Linked DNA regions of Mus musculus: region 2 is linked to region 1. Evidence: chromatin contacts called from public Hi-C data. All regions are on one chromosome and are shown on one strand. Each heading gives the region's core, a stretch centred on a gene start, on an enhancer-like site or on the middle of the called end of the contact. The rest is flanking DNA. Distances are from core to core; before and after follow the strand shown.

Evidence for each region. Hi-C and Micro-C count contacts between places; a contact is called where the count stands out from the background.
Region 2: a Hi-C map of cerebral cortex shows a contact between it and region 1, with 1.9 times the contacts expected there. The contact joins the promoter of Spata7 here to the enhancer-like site in region 1. A contact is called at or near these places in 1 of 15 datasets of contacts at CTCF or cohesin (the NIH/3T3 cell line), 3 of 484 Hi-C or Micro-C datasets (B cells, cerebral cortex and cortical neurons) and 3 of 9 other capture datasets (adipose tissue, liver and pancreatic islet).

The regions. Positions count from the first base shown.
Region 1 is chr12:98,532,086-98,539,926 of GRCm38.p6, forward strand. The region is part of intron 1 of Kcnk10 (potassium channel, subfamily K, member 10); the gene reads right to left. Among named protein-coding and RNA genes, the nearest start is that of Gm40893, 12 kb to the left of the region's middle. Within about 2 kb of position 3,491, at least 23 of the 459 cell types and tissues checked have an H3K27ac peak or open chromatin away from gene starts, as enhancers often do. A contact at or near this core is called in cerebral cortex and cortical neurons, where this site is marked.
Region 2 is chr12:98,623,025-98,630,865 of GRCm38.p6, forward strand. Spata7 (spermatogenesis associated 7) reads left to right here and starts at 5,118. Exons shown (of 11, transcript NM_001289572.1): 1 at 5,118-5,310. The coding sequence starts at 5,292.

The DNA of each region.
Region 1 (7,841 bases), core at 2,241-4,740:
GAACGCGTCGGTTTGATAGAGCTCTCGAGAGCTGACAGGTTGAATGTGTTGTCCTCCAATAAAATAAACCCTCCCTCACCAGCTCAGGACCAACGAGCCAGGACCCAGAGTGACCCCTGTATTTGCTAGACTGGGGATCCAGATCGCCTGTTGTTCTCCCCTTTGTCCTGACCCCAAAGTCAAAACTGTAGAGGTGAACAGCCACCACCGGGGTTCTTGCAGTCTAGTCCAAAATGCTTCCATAGTATATTTTGATTTATGCCCTATGTTTTTCCCCTGTAAATTAAATTAACTAAAACATTTTGACAGGGAAACATCACTCCCCATCATGCAATTGCACCTTTCAAAATACCTTCTCTCCCCTGGGACCAAGTGTTTGAGATCCTAGTTTAAATGGCATTGGCAGAGCCTTTTCTTTAAGCTAGGGGTCTACATCCTCCAGGAGTCTTGTCAAAAGCTGTTACCTCTCTTCACTGGGGCCCCTCCTATCTAGGCTCTAAGCAATGGTCAAGAAAGCCTGATAAAATCCCTACGTTGTTCTTACACTTTCAAAGGCTTCGTGGACAGGGCTCCCCCTCGGCCCCTCCAGCCTTCCTTTCCTTCCACACGCTGCTCTCTCGCTCTGCAAAGTCTTCTTCAGTCATACTCAAGTAGATCCTAAGTAGGTGTTCTAATATCGCCATTGTCCTTAAAGATCCACAGTGAGAGGCAAAACCACATAAAATTGTATTTCAAGTTATTAGGAAGAAAAATCCTACAACTTCAGCACTTAACTCATTCTCTTGCTGAGGGAATCTGTTCATCTTGCCTCAGCTGATCACACTGACACAAGAAGCTAAGGAAAGTCAATAAATTCTAGGACAAAATAAAGAAAGAGTTGCACTGTGTTTATAATGCACTAGAAACTCAATGTATTCGTCATCTGTCATTCAATCAGTGACTGTCCTCTCTGCACCAGGAAGGCTCCCTAATCCCTTCTCCAAGCCACCATTCATTAGAAAGAACCATTCTTCTGGGAAGTGCAAGGCCAAATGTCACAAAAAGAGTAGGTTCCATGACCCTAGAGTTATGAAGGGGTTGTTGTTGTTGTTGTTGTTGTTGTTGTTTCCCTCTCTAAATAGCCCTGTCTGTCCTTGAACTCTGTAGACCAGGCTGGCCTCAATCACAGAGACCTGCCTGCTTCTGCCTCCTGAGTGTTGAGGTTAAGGTGTGCACCACTATACCCAGGTGACCCTAGAGTTTCAGTCTTTCTCTTGCTTTTAGCTTCCTCTCCTCTGATCCACCTTCCCGTTGCCCCATCCCAGACCCAAGCCTCTGTTCAGAACCTTGTCTACTTCTTCAGCCTCTTGGTGCACCAACCTGCACAGCTTCCAAGGATCCACTATACTCTACACATATATATCAATTCCCAGCAACCACATGGTGGCTCATAAGTATCTATAATGAGACCTGGTACCCTCTTCTGATCTGCAGGCAGGATGCTGTATAATAAATAAATAAATAAATAAATAAATAAATCTTTAAATTCTCTTCTTGATTCTCCAAATCCTCTCATTGAGAGCGCTCTCTTGTTAGTAACTCTGAGACAAACAACCCAATATCCAAGCCTCACATTGCCTCTAGTTCTAACCAGCACCATCATCGCCTTCCCATTTCAACCAGGAACTTATAGTGGACCCCCCCCCCCAAACAGACCTGCTTGTGATTTAGTGCAACTCGACTTACTGAGAGAAGGGCCATAAAGAGGATGAGAGAAGCAGAGAGCCAGGAGACTAGCCCAAGGAAAATTCCAGTCTTTGCCTGAGCCTGGGGGACTCTGGAATCTTTATTCCTTCTCAGTGTTTGTCCAGCTTTGAAACCCAGGGGCTGAGCTTTCAACCACTTATGGAATATGTGGCCACCATATATGGAAAACGCCTGGGAGATATGGATTCCTAGAGACATCAAGATGGAGATCCTTGTGTACCAAGGAAGGCTATAGGTACAAGCCAGAGAGAAAAGCACATAGAAGATGGCGTACAAAGAAGAGCAGATCGGAGAGACAAAAACATCTATGTGTGGATACAGGAAGAAAGCCTCCCTCTAGGAACCACAGAGGAGACCCTCACAGGACTCTGAGGTTGTCTTGACTGGACTTAGACCCAGGAGAAATAAGTATCGAAGCCCATGGTATTTTGTTACAGTAGCCCAGCCCAAGCTAACTGAGACACCAACTTGGGCCTCCTCTCCCTCCAGCTTACTGCTCTCAAATTACACTCTGCTTCTGCCCTCCCCTCTGCTACATCCTCCCTGCACCCCCTTGTCACTTCTGCATCCAGCTTAGATTTCATGTTCAACACTTCTCTTCAGCCAACTTTCTTTCCATTTTCTCCTATGTGACCATTAACCTTCACTGTCATCATAACTAGACTTAGAATCACCATACAAACCCATCTTGTCATTGAGGGTATTTTCATAAAAGTTTAACGAAGCAAGAAAACCCCACCCTGCGTGTGGGCAGCAGGGGCCTGAACTGAACAAATGGGAAAGAAACTGAGCAGAGGATACTTGTCTTGCAGCTTCCTGACGGTGGATACAATGTTAGCTGCCGCCTCAAGCTCCTGGCGCCAGGACCTCACTGTGAACTGTGGGCCAGGATAAAACCTTCCTTATTTAAGCTGCTTCTGTCGGGTAATTTGTTGCAGCCTATGAGAAAAGTAGTTAATAGATCCCGAACACCTAGAAGTGTACCTCTCAGAACTACTCTTACTCTCTGCTTTCTCTACAGCTGAGATGCTATTTCTGGGAAAATGGAATCTCCTTGGGGACTGCTGTCATTCTCAATCCACAGCCCCCTTCCTCATCTGGTCCTGTCCTGTTTCCCTTCTGCCACGATAAATATTATAAAGACACTAAAGCTAGCCTCACTATCAGTAGACACCATATAGACATAGACACTCGACAAGATACATATTTACAAAGGAATTCTCTGCAGAAAGTGTCAAATAGTACACCTAAACTGGACTTGGCTTCCAGCTATATATTTTAATGAATAAACTATGTTGAACAAGGTATGCCATTGCCTTTATTCCAAGTCTCTGAGATGGAGACTGAACCCTCCCTCCCTTCTGGAACATTCTGCTTTGCAAGCAGTCCTAGCTAACCCCGTTTCCCAGCCTGACTGCTCAGTGCTCCTGGCTCACAGCAGCCACTGAAACCACCTTCAGAAACACTTTTTCCATGGGGGGTGGGGGGAAGTATTTAGACACTTCTTCCTTCACTGTGCCTACGAAGCTGCAAAAATAAACAAGATCTGTCGTAGGGAGAAGACAGTTTGTACGAAACATCCTACAAGTCGGCTTTGCATTTGAGCATCACCTTCTGGTTAATCTCCCTTAGAAAAAAAAAGTTCCTCTAAATGCGCATCCGTGATGCCTACATCAGCACCATCTCTGTGATGCTCATGCAGCTATCAGAGGCGAGGGATGGGTGTGGGTTGCAGGAAGAGTACGACTAGAAGGGCTGTTGCCTCCAGTATTACTCACGAGGCTGAGGAGACAGTGACGTTGGAGGCGTACAAATCCATTCATCTGAAGAGTGTTAAGATAATAATAGCTCTGATTAGAGACGTCTTCAAGGAATCAAGAGACTTATTGAAAACGTAGACTAGATTCCCCGTAGTAAGACAGATCTGTGGATTCCCAGTAGCACCCATGTCTGGAGGATAAGCCGGCCTCTGCTTGAAGGCAAGAGTCAGCACTGCCTGGGCAATCTTGAGGCTGAAACAGCTCCTAGGGAATTTTCCACACCAGCTGCTGAACTCCTCATCCCATCCCCAAAAATATCCTCTCTTGCTAGCGATTCTTTATGCCAGAGAGTAAACTCTTTAGGAGGCCCCTTGACAGTGGGCCCTTTCATCTCTGTCTGGGTCTTGCATAATCCCAACCTCAACGCACATGCTATAAATGCCTTGGATAAAGTCCACAGAAGAAAATCATCAAAAGTTGATCAAGTGTCCCTTGGAGTCGAGGCACCAAGTGCACAGGGACAAGCAGCAGAGTCCCTGCTGCACAGGAGCTGAGCAGTTGGGGTAGAAGTAATCATATGTGGGGAGCAGAGGACAGTACCTTCACCTCCACCCCCACGCGACACAGCACTCATTCTCGGGCTCAGAGGTGACACATGCTGTCACGTGACTCCTCTAGAAAGCTGCCAAGATTCATGCAGCTCCTTATGCTCTTTAAGGGTAGGATGCCCAAAAGCAAGGGTAAACAGAAGTTTGCTCCAGTGACATTTTCAAGAGCCAAATCCTTTCTCGCCATAGATCCTTAGACTCAAGAGTTAATCAGGTGAAAGCTCTATGACTGGTCAGATAGATGCAACTGAGCAGCCAGAAGAAGCGTATTTACCTCCAAGGAACTATGAGATTTATTATTGGAAAATCTAAGTCAAATTAGATACGTAATAGTAGCATATAGTAGCATTAAGCCCTTGATATAGACTAAAAGAATTCCTGTCAGCTTCAGTGAATGTTAACTGCTGGTATGTGATCCTTCTAAATAACCCAGCCAGGGAAACCGCGAGATGAAAAGAGCCATTTTCATAGAAAGTAAAATCTAATCTTCGGATTCTCAGGTTTGAGCCAAGGGATAGAATATTTGCAGAAAATCCTAGCTTCATGTTTAATTCATCGGATAGTCTTAATTCAACTGGTGCTTCATTTCCTTGAAATTGCCTCTGAAGGGGTCATCTGAAGTAGTTCTGTGGTTATGGCGCCTCCGTCTCGTAGAGAAGAGAGGAAAGAGAAGCAGAGAGATTGCCATAAGCAATTAAAAGAGCAAATGACTCACCCTGGCGCTTGTGGAATTTGTGGGCAGAGCCAAGACTTCTTTGCCACTTAGAGAACTTTAATGGCCCTTCAGAGGCCAGTTACCCTTAAACCATCATACTGGGGAGGCAATCCACTCAACAGACATTTGCACCATGGGCACAAGGGTTTCATCCCACAGACAAATTCCAACATGCCCCACCACTAACTCACCGAGGACTTCCACTTGAGGCCCAGTTCTCATGTTTTCTACATCACACTACAAGTACAGGGTGGGTGGTTCCTTTCACCTTCACAGGGCATACGTATGTGACTCAATTTTCTTTTCTTTTTCATTCCTTTCTCTTTTTTTCTACTCCCCTTTCTTTTTTTTTTTTTTTAAGGATGTGGTCTCATGCACCCAAACTGGCCTCAAACCACTAATACCCAAGGATGGCCTTGAGCATTCACCCTCTTGTCTCCAGCTCCTTTGCAGACCTGCGCTGCTACCCACAGCTGGGTTATGTGGTAGTGCAGATCGAACTAAAGGCTTCATGGGAGCTATCCACACTCTATAGCTTCAACCCATAATGCAATTTCTATAAACCTGGCATTTGATGAGAACCTACTACATACTTGGCATTCTGAGATGTGCTAAAATAATTTAGTAAATGCATTATTATCACCAGAGCTGGTGGCTAAAATCCACCATTTTAGCCATTTAAAAATGACCATTCAAGGTGAGCTTCCATATACAGCAAGCAAAAATGCAGGGCAACCAGTTAAATTTGTGTTTTAGATTAATAATCACAACAAAATTTCAAGTGTAGGCCAAATACTACCTGAAACAGACTTTTCCAGATTTTCTTTTGCAATTCAAATTTCACTGGATAGCTGGTATGTTGTCTGCCAACGCTAAGTTAAGGACCAGAGAGAAGCACAGCTATTAACCATCCACAACGCACAAGCCGAGACTGATCCTAGAAGTACTATGCACAGCACTATGGTTTGATGTGTTCCCAGAGTCTGTGTGCTAGAAACCTGGTGGCCAGTGTGTCAGTGCTGAAAAGTAGGACCAGTAAAGGGTGACGGGCCGGGGAAAGTGACTCAGTGGCAGGCCATGTGCTTAGCATGGATGAAGCTTTAGATTCAGTCCCCACAGCAAACCCCCAAAAGTAATCCAACCAGGCAAGCTCTGCCCTCATAAGTGGGCTAACTTCACTGTGCAGGGAGTAGGCTTATTTCTAAGAGTGGGTTTGCTGCAAAAGCAGGTTTGGTTGAATTGACATATTTAAACAAATGTCATTAGACCATTACAATTTTAAGTATAAAGTACCTCTATTGACTAAATTGATTCTTCTACAGTAAACGTGACCCTTCTAATGACTAATGAGGAAACAATACACATTAGGATTATTAGCAGCCAATACACTATCCCAAGTGCTCAATCTCTTAGTCTTGGCTTATTTGCATATGCATGAGTTGCCTAAAATGCAATGACTACCTCTTTAAAAACCAGCAATAAAAGTAAATAGCTAGGGTCTCCCTCCTCCTCCCCCTCCCCCTCTCCTCTCTTTCCCTCTCCCTCTTTCCCTTTTTTTCTTCCCCTCTCCCCTCTCCCTCTCTCCTCTCCCTCTTCTCTCTCCCTCTCCCCTCCCTCTCATATTTCACCATGGATGACACAGCAGGAAGACCCCAGATGCCAGCGTCTTCTTGTTTCTTATTAGAAATAGATTTCTTTTACATATAATATATTCTAATTATGGATCACTCCCCCAACTCGTCCCAGATCCTCACCCACCCAAATCCACACCCTTTCTATCTCTCTACCATTAGAATACAGAGTTCTAAAATAATAATAGTGATAATAAGATAAAATAAAGACAAACAAATCAGAATAGGACAATACAAACAAACAGGAAAAAAGAAACAGGTCAAAGAGAACGCATAAGAAACACGTACAAACACAGAGATACACACATTGATCTTGATTTTAGACTTCCTGGCTTCCGTGACTGTGAGAAATAAATTTCTTCTTTTTAATAAAAATTGAGTTTGTGGTATTTTGTTGTAGCAGCAGAAAATATACTAAGACATTGAGTGCCAATCATAAAAATATGTAAGAATGAGCAAGCTTCTACCAGGCCTGCCTTTATCAAAATATCTAAGACCTCCATGTTACCAATTCCTAGGACCACTATCATGGCCTCTCATGACTCTGCTCTCAGTTGTATCCATCTAGGACAATGCCTGCCTCTTGCTGAGTCATGATGGCACAAACCTTTAATCACAGCACTCAGGAGGCAGAGGCAGACAGATCTCTGTGAGTCTGGTCTACAGAACTAGTTCCTAGACTGTCAGGGCTACACAGGAAAACCCTGTCTCAAAAAACCAAAACACTAAAGCAAAAAGCATGGCCTTTCCCATGACTCCAAGATTTGGAAACAGGGTCTCTGCCTCCTTTTCTCATCTTCTCCCCCAGCTCTCCATCTCTCCCTCTGTGCCCCAGGCTTCGTGCAATTTATACTCTTTCCTGTCTGGGTAGGGATCCCCCCAGCCATTCATGAATAGCTCCTTCCTTCCTTTTGGGTCTCCATTTAAACGTTGCTACATCAGAGAGGTCCTTTCCAACCGCTTTAAATAACTGCATTAATGTTGTGTTAACATGACTGGGTCACACGGTGCTCAGATATCCCTGCAAACATTATTCTGGGTGTTTCTGTGAAAATGCTTGTTTTTAGATGAAATTAACATCTAAATCAGTGGTCTGAGTAAAGGGTTAGTTCGTCCTCCCTGACAGGGTGGCCCTCATCTTGTCAGTTGGAGGACTCAGAACCAGGTGGCTGGGCTCTCTTAAGTAAGAGAGGCTTCTCCCTGCCTTCAGGGTCTTCAGACTTGAACTAAACCACTGGCTCTCCTGCTGGGTCTTCAGCTTGCTGGCTCATTCAGTAGCTCTCAAGTCCTGCTCACCTCCACAGTCATGCAGGCCAAATCCTTATAATAAAAATATATACATCCCTGATGGGCTCTGTTTATCGGAAGGACCTTGGGCTCC
Region 2 (7,841 bases), core at 3,868-6,367, 93 kb after region 1:
TTGCATTCATTCTTGAAAGGACAGAACAACATTGAGGCTTTAAAGAGAAACACCAAACCGAGGATGGTTCTCAGAGAAAGTCAAACACCAGGGAATGCTAACTTCAAGGCCTTCTCCCATCTGCAGCCCTCCCCCAACCAGCCAGCCTCTTTCCTACTTCAAAGTAGAGTATGCTTTAACTTTCATTGGAACTAGGTTTCTCCATACAATATATTCTGATTACAGTTTCCTCTCCATTACTCCTCCCAGTTCTTCCTTGCCTCCTCTCCCATCCAGATTCACATAGACTTTTGGTCTCTTGTTGGAAAACAGGCATCTAAAGAATAATAGTAAAATACAATAAAACAGCTGGGCGTGGTGGCGCACGACGCCTTTGATCCCAGCACTCAGGAGGCAGAGGCAGGCAGATTTCTTGTAGTCTCCCCTCCCCCAGCCTGAAACCTGCTTGCTCAGGGGTGGAGCTTCCCGCTCAATCTTTCTGCCAAGCCTACTGCTGGAACCTGCCGCCTTGCTGTTCTGAAGCCATCACGTGATTACCCTGCTACTGGACTCCAAGATTATTTGGCGGGAATTGGGCCCCTACCCCTTCCTTTATAACGGAGTGCCGAAATAGTAAAAATTGAACCTTGAGCAGAGAGCTTTGTCTTGGTTCCTTCCTTATCTCGCGCAGCCCAGCCCCTCTTCTCCTCCAGGTTTCCAAAATGCCTTTCCAGGCTAGAACCCAGGTTGTGATCTACTGGCCAGACACAACAATTTCTAATTTCAAGGCCAGACTGGTCTACAAATTGAGTTCCAGGACAGCCAGGGCTATACAGAGAAACCCTGTCTCGAAAAAACAAAAACAAAAACAAAAAAAAAAAACAAAAACAAAAAACCAAAAACAATAAAACAAATCAAAAACGAACAAATGAGAATAATACAAAAACAAGAAAATTAGCCAAAGAAAAACCATAATAATAAAAAAAATACATGTAGAGATATACATGTTCACACACACAGGAATTCCATATTTAAAAAAAATACCCACAAAAATGGAAGCCATAATATATACCCAAAGGACCCAGGGCAGAATATTTTTATATTTTTATCTGCTTTGATAAGAGGAGCTCGCATGTCTTTCTAGTGACCCAAATCATTGTGTTGCCTTCTTCAGTTTGCCCTCTAAATTTCAGCTCTCGTCAAACTCAGCAAATGCTTACTGGAGGCCTATTATGCACAGTATTACAAGCAAGGTGGATTTTTAAGTTGCTAATGGTGTAATGAATGCCTTAGGGAATCTTAGAATTTTAAGTAACAATGAGTAGGAATAAAATTTTCTGCTTTCTACATACTACCCAATTCTGTCTTTTAAAAAAAAGATTTTATTTTTAACTGAGTATGTGTGGGTGTACACACATCAGTGAAGGAGTCATTGGAGGCCAAAGGTATCAGATGCCCTGAAGCTGAAGTTAATTGTGAGCTGCTGGATGTGGTAGCTGGGAACTGAGCTTGGATCCTCTGCAGGAGCAGTAGATGTTCTTGACCTCTGGCCCACAGCTGCAATCTCCCTTGGTCCCCTTACTCTGTATCATCCAAACTATTGTTGGAGACATAGAATCATCATATTTCAAGTGCAATTTTCTCTCCTCCCTATGTCTTAACATACCAGTATTCTGGGCATTGTCATAACTTGGATTCTGGTTTGTTTGGGTTTTTTTTTTTTCTAGTAAAATTCTTTTTTTTATTTTAAACAATTTTTATTAAATATTTTCTTCATTTACATTTCAAATGTTATCCCAAAAGTCCCCAATACCCTCTCCCTGCCCTCCTCCCCAACCCACCCTGTACTGGGGCATATCATCTTTGCAAGACCAAGGGCCTCTCCTCCCAATGATGGATGACTAGACCATCTTCTGCTACATATGCAGCTAGAGACATGAGCTCTGAGGGTACTGGTTAGTTCATATTGTTGTTCCACCTATAGGGTTACAGACCCCTTTAGCTCCTTGGGAACTTTCTCTAGCTCCTCCATTGGGGGCCCTGTGTTCCATCCAATAGATGACTGTGAGCATCCACTTCTGTATTTGCCAGACACTGACATAGCCTAACAAGAGACAGCTATATTAGGGTCCTGTCAGCAAAATCTTGCTGACATATGCAATAGTGTCTGCGTTTGGTGGCTGATTATGGGATCGATCCCCGGGTAGGGCAGTCTCTGGATGGTCCTTCCTTCCTTCCTTCCTTCTGTCTCAGCTCCAAACTTTGTCTCTGTAACTCCTTCCATGGGTATTTTGTTCCCCATTCTAAGGAGGAACGAAGTATCCACACTTTGGTCTTTCTTCTTGAGTTTCATGTGTTTTGCAAATTGTATCTTGGGTATTCTAAGTTTCTAGGCTAATATCCACTTATCAGTGAGTGCATATCATGTGTGTTCTTTTGTGATTGGGTTACCTCACTCAGGATGATAACCTCTAGATACATTTGCCTAAGAATTTCATAAATTCATTGTTTTTAATAGCTGAGTAGTACTCCTGTTTTTTTTTTCCCTCCTTTCATTGTTATAGGATTTCTGATTTACTTTCCTTAAGCCTAGCTCTCTTTATATTTGGCTCTTCTGAAACAGAAGTCTTAGAAAAGAAAACCCTGACACATGCAGAGTACCACATTTTCTTGGACAGGCAATGTCCATATCATAACACTTTTATATGCACGATTTCCAGCATCCCTTTCATTTACATAAACAGGGACCTGTGGCTCAGCCCGGCTTAAAATTTAATTCATGATCAAACTTGTAAGCTATCCTAGCTATCTTATTTCTATTGCTATGATAAAACACCTCCACCAAAAACAACTTAGGGATAAAATGGTTTATTTCAACTTACAATTTACAGTGTATCATGAAGGGAAGTCAGGACAGGAATTCAAGGCAGGAACCTAGAAGCTGACCCTGGAGGAACACTACTTACTAGCTTGCTCCTCAAGGCTTGCTCAATTTGCTTTTCTACACAATCCAAAGCCATATTACAAAATATTTTTTATTCATCTAATGTAGTTGTACTCTTGGAGGCTAACTGCTGGATAAACTCACCCTTGCTAGGTCTTTCTGAACTCCAGATGGCTGGTTTAACTCAGCTATTCTGGCTCAAACTCCTCCCTCACCAAGATGACTGATTCAAACTGGCTTCTCTCAGCTTCTCACTGAATTGCTCTGTTTGGCTTCAAACTAACTCTGGCAATTTATTCTAATCTTCTTGATCCTTCTCTGGCTTTACCTGCCTCTGTGGACCTGCACTGAACTGCATAAACTCACGAATGAACTCCAATCCACTTCACCACGCTCACTGCACTGACCCCAACTGACTGAATTTAACTACACTGACTCACTGACCTGCCCTTTCAAACATGCTCCTTCCTTCTGTAAACTAACCTTACTTTTATTGCTTGGGATTAAAGGGGTGTACTCAAGGTGTGTCTATTCCAGCCAGAGTAGCCATGTTGCTGGATTGAAATTCCTCTATATGAGCTGCCTAGAGATAGCACTGTCCACAGAGTTCTATAAACGAGCAGAACCCAACAGGATGTGTGTGTGTGTGTGTGTGTGTGTGTGTGTGTGTGTGTGTGTGTACTTATTAAGTCAGCTTACAAATAGCAAATACAGCTGAATTACAGCTGAGAGGCTGAGAACTCAGTAGTTTCTTCATCCTTGAGTGCCTCTGTAGTCAGAGTAACTCCCCCACCCCCACCCCCACCCCATGGTGCCCATCTCTCACTGGGGAGGCTGGCATAGTTGCTCTGTCCACAAGGCTGGATGCCTCAGCTGTCCTGATCTGGTGAAAAAAAAACCTGAAAGAGAGAGCTGCTGAACCTTAGATCCTGATAGAAAACTAAAAAGAACTGATTCTGGTGTGGAAGGATTCAACCACAGCAGCAGAAGAAAGCAACTTGAGGAAAGGACAAGCCAGAAGAGGTGAATTTCAGCCATGACCGTTTACATCTGGACTGCTAGTAGATGATAACACCTTCAATCAGAGTGGGTCTTCAAAATCAAAATTTATCTATTTATTTATTTATTTATTTATTTATTTATTTATTTAATGCATATGAGTACACCATTGCTCTCTTCAGATATACCAGAAGAGGACATCAGATCCCATTACAGATGGTTGTGAGCCAACATCTCAGGACCTCTGGAAGAGCAGTCAGTACTCTTACCCGCTGAGCCATCTCCCCAGCCCCTTCCAAATCATTTAAGGAAATCCGGAAAGCCTCCCTATTCTGGAGGTTCTAACTTTCACTAGGGTGCCATAAAAACCAACCATAATATCTAGACGCTCAAAGTTCAGCAAATCTGGCTCGGAATCCAGTATGCTTTCTGTGACTACAGAGGTTCTCAAATGGGATGTAGTTTCCTCCTCAGGCAACCTTTGGCAATACCTAGTGACATTTTTGGTTGCAATTAGGTTGCAATTAATGGGTTGTGGTCTTCTAGTGGGCAGAGCCCAGGAATACTGCTATATGATACCACAACAAGGACTTATCCATCCAGCCTAAAAGTTCAAGAACGGGTTGCTGAAAAGCCTAGCGGGACAGAATGCTTTCTGCACTCCCTCTACCCCGTTCTGCTCTTATTTCCATGGATACACAATTAACTACTGCAAAAATAAACAACTCGCAGAAAGCAGCGGAATACATCCACACTTTTCTCACTGCCTTCTTCCATTCAAAATGAACCGATCTTTGTGGCTTTAAAGATAAAGGGAGAGCGAGTGCAGGAGCTGAGGAACTCAGTAGGCAGAAAGGAAATTCACACTAATTGCAATGCTTACAATACAAACTTGGGGTTTGGGGCGGGGGGGGGGGGAGTAGCTGCATTAGATAACTGCTGTGTCAAAAGCGCTTGCGCTGCAAGCTTGGGGACTTGAGTTCGAATCACAGGCATCCAAGTTAAAAGTGCTGGCAGAAGCAGATATGACTCTCTTTCCGGACAGTTCACTCTGGATAACTGCCAGGATCCCAGAACAACAGATTGGGACCCGTGGCCATCCTCCCGCCGGCTGCTGGCACTTTCGGTAAGCAGGAGTGCCTGGGGGCGTGGGCGGGGCGGGGCCTAGGAGCACAGGTCCCTGTGTTGTGACGTCATAATCTGCAGCCGCGGAGCTCGCCCTTAGCAACCGCCCTGGCGACTGTCGCTGTGACCCTTTGCGCCCCCGCGGTCCTGGTCTTTTCCTTTTCACCTCCGCTGCGGGGGAGCTCGGCTTCATCCCAGTAAGAACCAAGGGGATACAACCGCGGAGGCCGCAGGAGGACTAAGCATGGATGGCAGCCGGAGAGGTAAGGGACTGCGCGGGTCCAGGCTGCCCATGGCCTTTAAGGTTGCCTGCCACCTCCTTCAGTGTCGCAGGGTAATGGCTGGAACTAGAAACGCCCTGAGCTCAGGGAGGCCCCGCATGCCCGGCTCTTTGATTTACTGCCTGACATCCATCCCCTGATCCTGGGACCCTGCAGCCTGTATCACTTGGGTATCTTCTAGGCGGAATACTAGCCTGGTCTTTGAAATCTAACCTGAGCCCCAGATCAGGCCGGCTGCTTTCACAGAAACGGCGCTCAGTTTGCTCATCTTGAAGGTAGTGGGTAAATACCCATGCCACGGAGTTCTTGGGGGTTAAGTGCAGATAATATACAGCAAGCTCCTGGTGCATTTTAAGTACATGAAATCTTCCACTCCCTCCCTCCTTCTCTCCCTCCCTCCAGAACTGACTCACCCAGAGCTGGTTATAATTCAGTGGCTCCAAGGTAGGAGCTGGGATACTGCATTTGTAATAAACTTCCAATGTGGCTGGTCATTGGACTGAATGTTTAATAGCAAAAGACTACCTTTGAATCGACCTGCTAATGATTAATTAAGCCTTGCTTTCATCTTGCATGCACCTTTATTCTACAATAATTTCATCAAAATAAGTGTTCTGCTTAGCATACAAGGTTGGGGGGGGGGGAGGATATTCAGACACCATCCCAACCTAAGCTCTAGAGGAAAACACACCAAATGCTGTTATGGTCTTCAGAAATGGTTACAAAATAAACTTTAAACCTTTGCAGTGTTCCACCCGTAACCCAACACTTGTTTACACACAAATCCTGTTAAATGGGTATTATTCATATTTTGAAATGAATAAAACAAAAGATTATAAATAATTCCCCTAGTGTCATGGTTGGTCACAGAACAAGCCCCAGACTAAGAAGCTAAAACCCTCAAGTTCTTTTACTTACATTTGTTTAGTAATAGACTTAGTGAGGTTTTAGTGTTTATTTTTAAATGAGGTGACAAATGTAAATGGGTTTATACTTTTAGGTGGCTTCAGTTTTAGCCCATAACATATATCAATAACATCGTTCCTGGTATAAATGTTATATTCAATAAGTATCTGGGCTAGTTTTTATATACTAAATTATAAGTAACCATTCATTTAGTTGAAACCTCAATGCTTAATTTTAGTTTAAAGTAACCGTCTTAGATTCTATTAGTTCCCTCAGCTACTTCAGAATATTAGATACTAAAGATACCCAAGGGGGAAAACGTTCCTCCCTTCCTCACAGTAAGCAAATGCTTTTGTGAGGTCAGCCTTCAAGAGTGTGATACGGCAGAAAGCCATCAGCTTGAAGAACAACTGGTCTTGTATCTAGTCTCTGATAGCAACTAGTGAGGTCTTGTATCTAGTCTCTGATAGCAACGAATGAGGCGTCCTGACAGTTACTTTACGTTGCCAAGCCTTAGTTGTTGAAAAATGGGGAGCTAGGCTTGATCACCTTTAAGGCTCTATTTCCAGTGTCTGACGGGAGGAAGGAGAAAGGGGAAAAAATGAGACTATTGGTCCACCATTCATTGTATATCAGCAACCTGTGCTGGAAAAACAGGAGGAGACAACCTGTTGGGACAGCCAACTGAGAAGAGCTTGGGAAAGGTTTTTTAATCTGTCATTCCCTTGGAAATACCTTTAAAAGTGACCTATTCCTAAAATTGCAGAAATGTTGGGAAAGTACTGAAACACCATTTTTTTTTCCTCAGTGAAGTTTCTTCTGATTGCTAATAAAATCAAATTCTCTAGGAAACTGAGCTGAAGAATTTGACTGTCCCACCAACACCACATCCATCTCATGCAGCAATTTTTAGTCTTAATTTAGACAAGACTGCTCTTTTTCTGGGCATTTAGCTTAAGACTGCTTTCAGATCATTCTGGGTCCAGTCAAGATATAGAACCTGTGCCTAAGTTATTTAAATGAGTAGAAAGGATTGTTAAACAGTCATAAAAGTAGCTATAAGTAGTAATTACTACAGTATTACCTAACACTTGCATTGGCAAAAAAAAAAAAAAAAAAGTCATATCAAGAAACAGAAAAAATGTCCGCATTGGAAGAAGCGATGCCTGAGAGAGGGCCCAGGTAAAATGACTTGTCTAGGCCTCCCTGCAGCCCTGTGAGTTTTAAACATGACATTTATCTGTTAGGAATGTTAGAAACCAGTGAGTGCATATCTTAATGTAAATAAATGAAGAAGAAACAACCAAAAAAGCTGCCTGAGGATTATAGTATTCATGTTCTATATACTAGTTATAATAACACTGAAACTCTGCTCCTTTTTAAATATCATTACCGGACATACAATTAAATTGTGGAGAAAAATTATTTTGTGATGGTGTCTATGTAATTTTCTAATCCCATGAAGTCTGAAAGATCCGACACTATTTTTACATTATTGGAATTCTCTTTAAATATAGTGTGTTTAGTTGGGTACATTGGTGTGTGCCTGTGATTCCAATTGCTTGGATGGCTGAGGCAGGATCACTTGAGTCCAGGAATTCAAGACC